Regions from separate parts of the Anser cygnoides genome. Here region 1 is linked to region 2. Evidence: chromatin contacts called from public Hi-C data. All regions are on one chromosome and are shown on one strand. Each heading gives the region's core, a stretch centred on a gene start, on an enhancer-like site or on the middle of the called end of the contact. The rest is flanking DNA. Distances are from core to core; before and after follow the strand shown.

What was found. A called contact is a pair of places that touch in the nucleus more often than the background predicts.
Region 1: a contact with region 2 is called in a Hi-C map of liver, with 12 times the contacts expected there. The contact joins the promoter of LOC106049825 here to the promoter of LRP1 in region 2. A contact is called at or near these places in 2 of 7 Hi-C or Micro-C datasets (both in liver).

Annotation. Positions count from the first base shown.
Region 1 is chr32:3,468,063-3,471,625 of Taihu_goose_T2T_genome, forward strand. It overlaps LOC106049825 (inhibin beta C chain-like), which reads left to right and starts at 1,864. Exons shown (of 2, transcript XM_013202247.3): 1 at 1,864-2,818. The coding sequence starts at 1,879. R3HDM2 (R3H domain containing 2) reads right to left here and starts at 1,140. Exons shown (of 24, transcript XM_066985446.1): 1 at 984-1,140.
Region 2 is chr32:3,278,894-3,282,042 of Taihu_goose_T2T_genome, forward strand. It overlaps LRP1 (LDL receptor related protein 1), which reads left to right and starts at 1,373. Exons shown (of 89, transcript XM_066985784.1): 1 at 1,373-1,546. The coding sequence starts at 1,471.

The sequences.
Region 1 (3,563 bases), core at 614-3,113, 190 kb after region 2:
ATAGGACCAGAGACCAGTGCAGCAGCAGAGACCCAGGCTCAGCTTCTTAAACAGAAAGAGGCCAGAAGGAACAATAACTGGAAAAGGTCGCTATCCATGAAAGATGTAATACAGAACGCAAGGAACTAAAGGACGTAAGGAAAGGGATGAAAAAGCGGTTCACAAAATGGGGGACAGAAGAGAGGTAGCAGCCCCCCCCCCCCCCCGTTACATCCACTTCCACACCACGCGAGGAGCTCACGGGGGCCACCTCCGAGCCCGTTTCAGGGGGACGAAGGGGCCCGCTGGGCGCAGCACCCGCTTACCTGGGAGACCCGCGGCCGGAACGCCGCCCCGGCAGGAGCCGGCGGCAACCCCGACGCCCGGGGGTTTTCGGAAGAACCGAACCCCGGCGCCTCCCGGCACAACGCACGGCGAGGGTTTACCCCCGCCACGCGACAGAGGCCGTGGAGCCACCGCACCACCCCCCGGGTAACCCCCAGCGCACCCCCCGCGGAGCCCCCCAGCACCCCAGCGGCTCCCCGCTCCCTACCGGCAGGGGGCCGTTAACGCTCCAGGGCCGGGTTTCGAGGCGAAGGCTCCGCCGCCGCGGGCCGGGATCCCCTCCCCGTGCTCCCGGGCCACCGAACCGGGCGGCCCGCGGCCATGGCGGCGCCGGGCCCCGCTCACCTGTTGCTGCTCCGCCTCCACCGGGAGCCGCCGCGGCCCCGGGCCGGGCGGAACCGCGCTGCCGGTGCTCCGCCGGCTGCTCCCGGTGGCGGGGACCCGGCGGGGAACGGGAGGGCGCCGCCGGGGCTCGCCCTGGAGGCTGGAGACCCGCGGCCGGGCCGGTCCCGGGGGCAGCGAGAGGGGGACCGGCCCAACGCCCCGACGGCTCCGATCCCGGTCCCGGCCCCGCTCCCTGTCTCGCCCCGCTCCCAGCCCCACGCCCCGGTCTCGCTCCCGCTCCCGGCCTCCCGTCTCCCCCGTCCCCCCGCACTCACCGGGCCGGGCCGGGCCCTGCGCCGGGCCGGGGCCGGGGCCGGGGCCGGGGCCGGGGCTGCTGCCGCCGCCGCCGCCACCCCGGGGCCGGGCCTGGGCCAGCGCGGGCCGCCCGGGCGGGGCGGCGGAGCGGGAGGGGGGAGCGGGGCGAGCGGCGCGGGGGAGGCGGGGCGGGACCGGAACGGGAAGGGAGGGGGAGGGGCGGGCGGAGGGGCGGGGCGGGGAGGGGAGGGGAGGGGAGGGGACGGAGGGCGGGCCCCTTACGCGCCGCGTCACGGCCCCGTGCGTGCCGCGTCACCGCGGCGCTCCCGCCGGGCCGCCGTTGTCATGGCAACCGGGGCGGTGGCGCCCCCTGGTGCGGGGGAGGCCTGGAGGGGGCGGGGCCCCAGCGGAGGGGGCGGGGCCAGGAGCGGGGGCGGGGCTGCCCTGACGGCCCCGCCCCCTCGCGCCCGGTGGCCCCGCCCCTCCTGGCTGGGGGGGGGCGGCCCCCCCCCCCCCCCCCCCCCCCCCGGTCTATCCGGGGGTCTCCGCGCTGCCCAGTGAAGGCCCCCCCCAGCTGCCCAGAGCCCCCCCGGCTGCCCAGTGACCCCCCCCCCCCGTCTGCCCAGAGCCCCCCCGGCTGCCCAGGACCCCCCCCCCCAGCTGCCCAGAGCCCCCCCGGCTGCCCAGGACCCCCCCCCCAGCTGCCCAGAGCCCCCCTGGCTGCCCAGGACCCCCCCAGGTGCCCAGGCCCCCCTTCAGCTGCCCAGGAGTCCCCCTCGTCTGCCCAGAGCCCCCCCTGGCTGCCCAGTGAGCCCCCCCCCACTGCTCAGGGTCCCCCCAGCTGCCCACAACCCCCCCCAGCTGCCCAAGACCCCCCCCCCGACTGCCCAGAGCCTCTCCCCCCGCTGTCCAGGGATGCCCCCTGGCTGCCCAGGATCTCCCCTGGATTCCGTGAGCAGCGCCCCGCTGCCTGGTGAGGGCCCCCCTGTGTGCCCAGAGACGCCCCCCCCCAGCTGCCCAGCAGCCCCACACCACAGGGACCCCCCCCGTCTCCCCTCAGCACACGTGGAGACCCCCACTCACGGGTGGGCTGCCACAGCTTGGGGACCCCCCCCCAGCAGTACCCCAGGGCACCGTCACGGGCCTGGCCTGGTGCCCCCCATTCACAGCCCCAAACCCCAGCTCCGAGCGGGCGCTGGCGCCCCGGGTGCACGGGCCGAGCACCCACCGCTCGGGTCCACCTTAACCCCGGGGAGAGCAGCACCCGCGGCTGCCCCGTGCCCAGGAAAGGCTCCTGTGGGATCACAGGGGCGTTTATCTCGCCCGGGATCAGCCAATATTTGTGGTCACATCGGGAAAACAAGCCCTTCCTGCCGGGTCCAGCACCACTGCCCTACCTCCGCTCTCCCGGCCCCGGCTCTGCTGTCCCAGTTTGACTTGGGCTTATCGGGACGGCTCAAGGAACCCGGTGTGCTGGGACCCCCGAACTGTCAGCTGCCGGCACCGGGGATGACGGCCGCGGTGGCTTTCCTGCTCCTGAGCCTTCTGAGGATGGCAGCTGCCAAGGGCGTGTGGTGCCCAGCCTGTGGGCTGGCGGCCCTGGCCCCTGCCACGCAGCGGGACATCCTCATCGCGCTGGCGAAGCAGAGCATCCTCTCCAAGCTCCGCTTGCCGGACAGGCCCAACATCACCCAGCCCACGTCCCGGGGCGCCCTGCTGACCGCTCTCCGCAGGATGCGGGTGCAGCGCGCCGACGCGCCCGTCGCCCCAGGGGTGCTCCGTGCCAGCGGCGGCCCTTACCCACGCCCTGTGCCGGGCGTGCAGCACTACGAGATCCTGAGCTTTGCCGAGTCAGGTGTGTGCAGAACCCCCGGGCCCTGTGGGCGTGGTGGGACGGGACCCCACGGGTGGGGGGCATGGTGGGATGCGGGGAAGGCGCTGAGAGGTTTCCTCCTGGGCACGGGTACCTTGAGAGCCCCGCGCAGGGGCGCTGAGCGCCTGCAGGCACTAACGGGCCGGCACCGAGATGCTCCGTGGCCAGAACCTTTGCACCCACGTCCTGAGCTTGCCCCGAGCAGCTCACCCCTCACCACGGGGAGGGGAAGCACCGTGGAGACCCCGAGGCTCCTCTCAGCGTTTTGTGGGGGCAAGGGGATGGGTGGGAGCAAGGACAGGCTGCGGGGTCTCGTTAAGTCGTTGTCCGTTTCTGTCGGACCTTCCCTGCTTGTGCTGGAGGTGGGTGGGTCAGGCGGCCAGGTCAACCAAAGCGTGATTTCGGGCCCCGGTTCCCCAGCAGCTCCTCATCTGGGGAGTCAACTCCAAAGCCCGTCTGCTCCCCCCGGTGTTCTTGCTACCCGAAGTGGTGGGCTGCCGCGTGGCGCTCCGGAATCAGCTGCCTCCCTGGGTAGAGAGAGCTCCACAAAACACGCTCGGGGGTCCTTTACAGGCATCACTGGAAAAGCGGGGTCCTGTACCCCCACTCCCAGGCAAATGCAGCCTTTGGAAAGAGGCAGAATAGGCCCCGCACCCCGCAGAGCATCCTCCCGAGCTGCCCAGACCAAGCTGCTGCTCGGTGAGGTGCTGGGGGGAGCATGCACCCC
Region 2 (3,149 bases), core at 123-2,622:
CGCATCCCCCTGCCAGGAGCTGGCGCTGAGCCCGAGCACGGCTCCGACCGTGAGCCACGCGCTCAGGACCCAGCATTGGATGAGCAAAATATGGCCTGGCCCCCGCGGGACCCCGCTGCCGGGACCCTGGGCTGGGGGTCACGGCCTGGGGCCACGGCCTCATGCTGCGGGGTGGGGGCGGCGGGCAGCACTGGTACCGTACCCATACCATGTGCGTCCCTACAGCATGCCCCTGTCCCCCATACCCATGCCCCTGCTGATACCATACCCATGTCCATACCTACACATGCCCATACCATACCTATACCAAACCTACACCATGTCCATACCCATCCCCTCACCATGACCGTACCTCTATCCATACCCGTTCCCATTCCATACCATGCCCATACCTCTGCCCATACCTATTCCCATACCATACCATGCCCATACCCATTCCCATACCTACAACAAGCCCCTACCTATACTGATACCGTACCTAAGCCCATACCTATTCCCACACCATACCATACTATACCCATACCCATACCCGTATCATGCCCATACCTATTCCCATACTATACCCATACCTATTCCCATTCCATACCATGCCCATACCTCTGCCCATACCTATTCCCATACCATACCATACCCATACCCATACCGATACCATACCTATACCTCTGCCTGTACCTATTCCCATACCATACCATGCCCATACCAATTCCCATACCTACACCATACCCATACCCATACCGATACCATACCTATACCTAAACCCATACCTATTCCCATACCATACCTTACCATACCATACTATCCCCATCCCCATCCCCATCCCCATCCCCATGCCCATCCCCATCCCCCCCCCATCCCCATCCCCATCCCCATCCCCATCCCCATCCCCGTACCATGCCCACCCCATCCCCATGCCCATCCCCATCCCCCCCCCCCCTACTATTCCCATACCATCCCCCTCCCCGCCCCCTACTCCCCCCCATCCGCCCCCCTCCCCAACCCCCATCCCGGTACCTGCCCCCCCTCCACCCCCGCCCCGCCGGGGGGGCGCAGCCCCGGCACCTCCCGCGCATGCGTGCCCGCCGCGTAGGACCCCCCCCCCTCCCCCCCCCCCCCCCCCTCCTCCCCCCTTCCCCCAACCCCCCCCCCCCCGCGCGGCGGCCCGAGCCCGGTGACGTCAGGCGGGCGGCGGCGCGCGCTCCATCCCCCGGCGGCGGCGCGCGCAGCCCCCCCCGCCCCCGCCCCCGCCCCGCAGCCCCCGGCGCCGCCGCCGCCCAGGGCCGGAGGGTCCCGGTTCTCCCCCGACCCCCCCCCCCAGTCCCGGCCCGGCCCCCCCGTCCCGCCCGGCCCGGCCCGGCCCTCCCCTGCCCGCCCCCGCCCTCCCGCGCCCCCTCCCTCCGCGGATGTCGGTGCGCGGGCCCGGGACGCGCCGCCCCGCGGGCAGCACGGCGTGAGGAACCGGGAGCCGCCGGCATGGGGCCGCTGCTGCTGCCCCTCGCTGGGTGCCTGCTGGCCCTGCTGGCCGCCCCTGCCGCCCGCGCCCTCGAAGGTGAGTGCGGGGCCGCGGGGGGCGGCGCGGCCCGGGGCGGCCCGGTACGGCTCGGGGCGGCCCGCTTCGGCCCGCTGTGGCCCGGTTCGGCCCCGCCGCGGCTCCCCCGGGGGCTGCGGAGCGCTCCCGCCGCGGGGGCCCCGGCCCTCGCCGCCGCCGCGCTGCGGAGCGGAGCCGCCCGCCGGGACCGGGGGCGCGGGGCTGGGGCCGGGACCGGGACCGGGACCGGGGCTGGGGCCGGGGGGGCTCCGCCGCGGGGGCTGCGCTCGGGCCCGGGCCGCTGGCGGCGCCCTCAGGACCCGGGGGGGCGCGGGGCTGGGGCCGGGGGGCGAGGGGGGCCGGGACAGGAGCGGGGCCGGGGCTGGGGTCGGGACCGGGACCGGGACCGGGGCCGAAGCGGGGCTGGGGCCGGTCCCGGCCGCTGCAGTCGCGGCGCTTCCCCCGGCGGCCCCGCTGCGACAAAGCAGAGCGGCCCCGCGGGTCCCCGCTTCTGCGGAGAAAATAAAGGGACCCCCCAGTTCCTGCAGCAGGCGGCCTCCCCTCCTTCCCGGCCCCCCCCCGGTAACTTCCCTCAGCTCCCCCCGCTTTTATTCCCCTGACACCCCCCCCACCGCCCCCATTTTCCCTCTGCGAGCGGCAGCGGCTGCCCTGCGGTGACAGCGCGGCCCCCCCGGCCCTTGCGTAACGGGGCCGGTAACGGGGCCGGTAACGGGGCCGGCCGGTGGCCCCGCACCGAGTGGCTCCTTTTCAGGCTGCGCACGTCTGGCCCCTGCCGGGATTGATCTGCTCGCCCCCCCTTCTTCTGCAGCCTCGCCGCGCCGTACCGGGGGCTCGGAGCCGGCAGCCCCGGCCAGCGGGGAGCCGCCGGCGGAGAAGTTCCTGGAGACGTTTTAATGCGTGGGGCGGGAGCCTGATTTTTTTGTTTTTTTTTTTGTTTTTTTTTCCCCCCCTTAAAAGCCCGGAGATTTGGGGTTTTGAGTTGGCTCGCGCAGCTTTCCGCTGACGGGTTCCCTCTAGCCCAGATGGGAAGGGCCTGGCGAAGGCGGCAGCCTGGAGCCCAATTTATCGATGGGGGGATTTGGGGGAAGCTTTCGCTGCCCCCTTTTAGCACCCACCTCGGCGCGAAGCCGCTGGCGCTCGGTGCCGTGGCGGAGACGGCAGCGTCCAACCCATGGCCGGTGTTTGGGGGGGGGGGCTGGAGGCCCTGGCCTCCCCCCCCCCCCCCCACTGGAGCTCCAGGCACCCAAATCAGAGGGAGGCGGCGGCGATGCCGCTCGTGTCCCCCTCTCCGCTGACACCCGTGCGGGGTTGCTGGAGCCGCTGGCACCGAGCCGCCCTCTCCCTGCAGGCAGAGAGCGCGCCGGGGTTTGCTGCTCGGCCTCTCCCCTTTTCGGGGGCACCTCGGAGGCGTCGTCCCCCCCCCCCCCCCCCTCGGCCGGGGTTCGAAGCAGCCGGCGGATCCCGAAGTTGGTGGGGGCGGGAGGGACAGGCATCAGTCATTGCATAAGCTGCGTTGCCTTTGGAAACGAGGCTGCAGCAGCGATGATGAGCTCGAGGGAAGTTCCTCCATCCTCTCTCTCCTCCACCCCGATGACTTGGAACG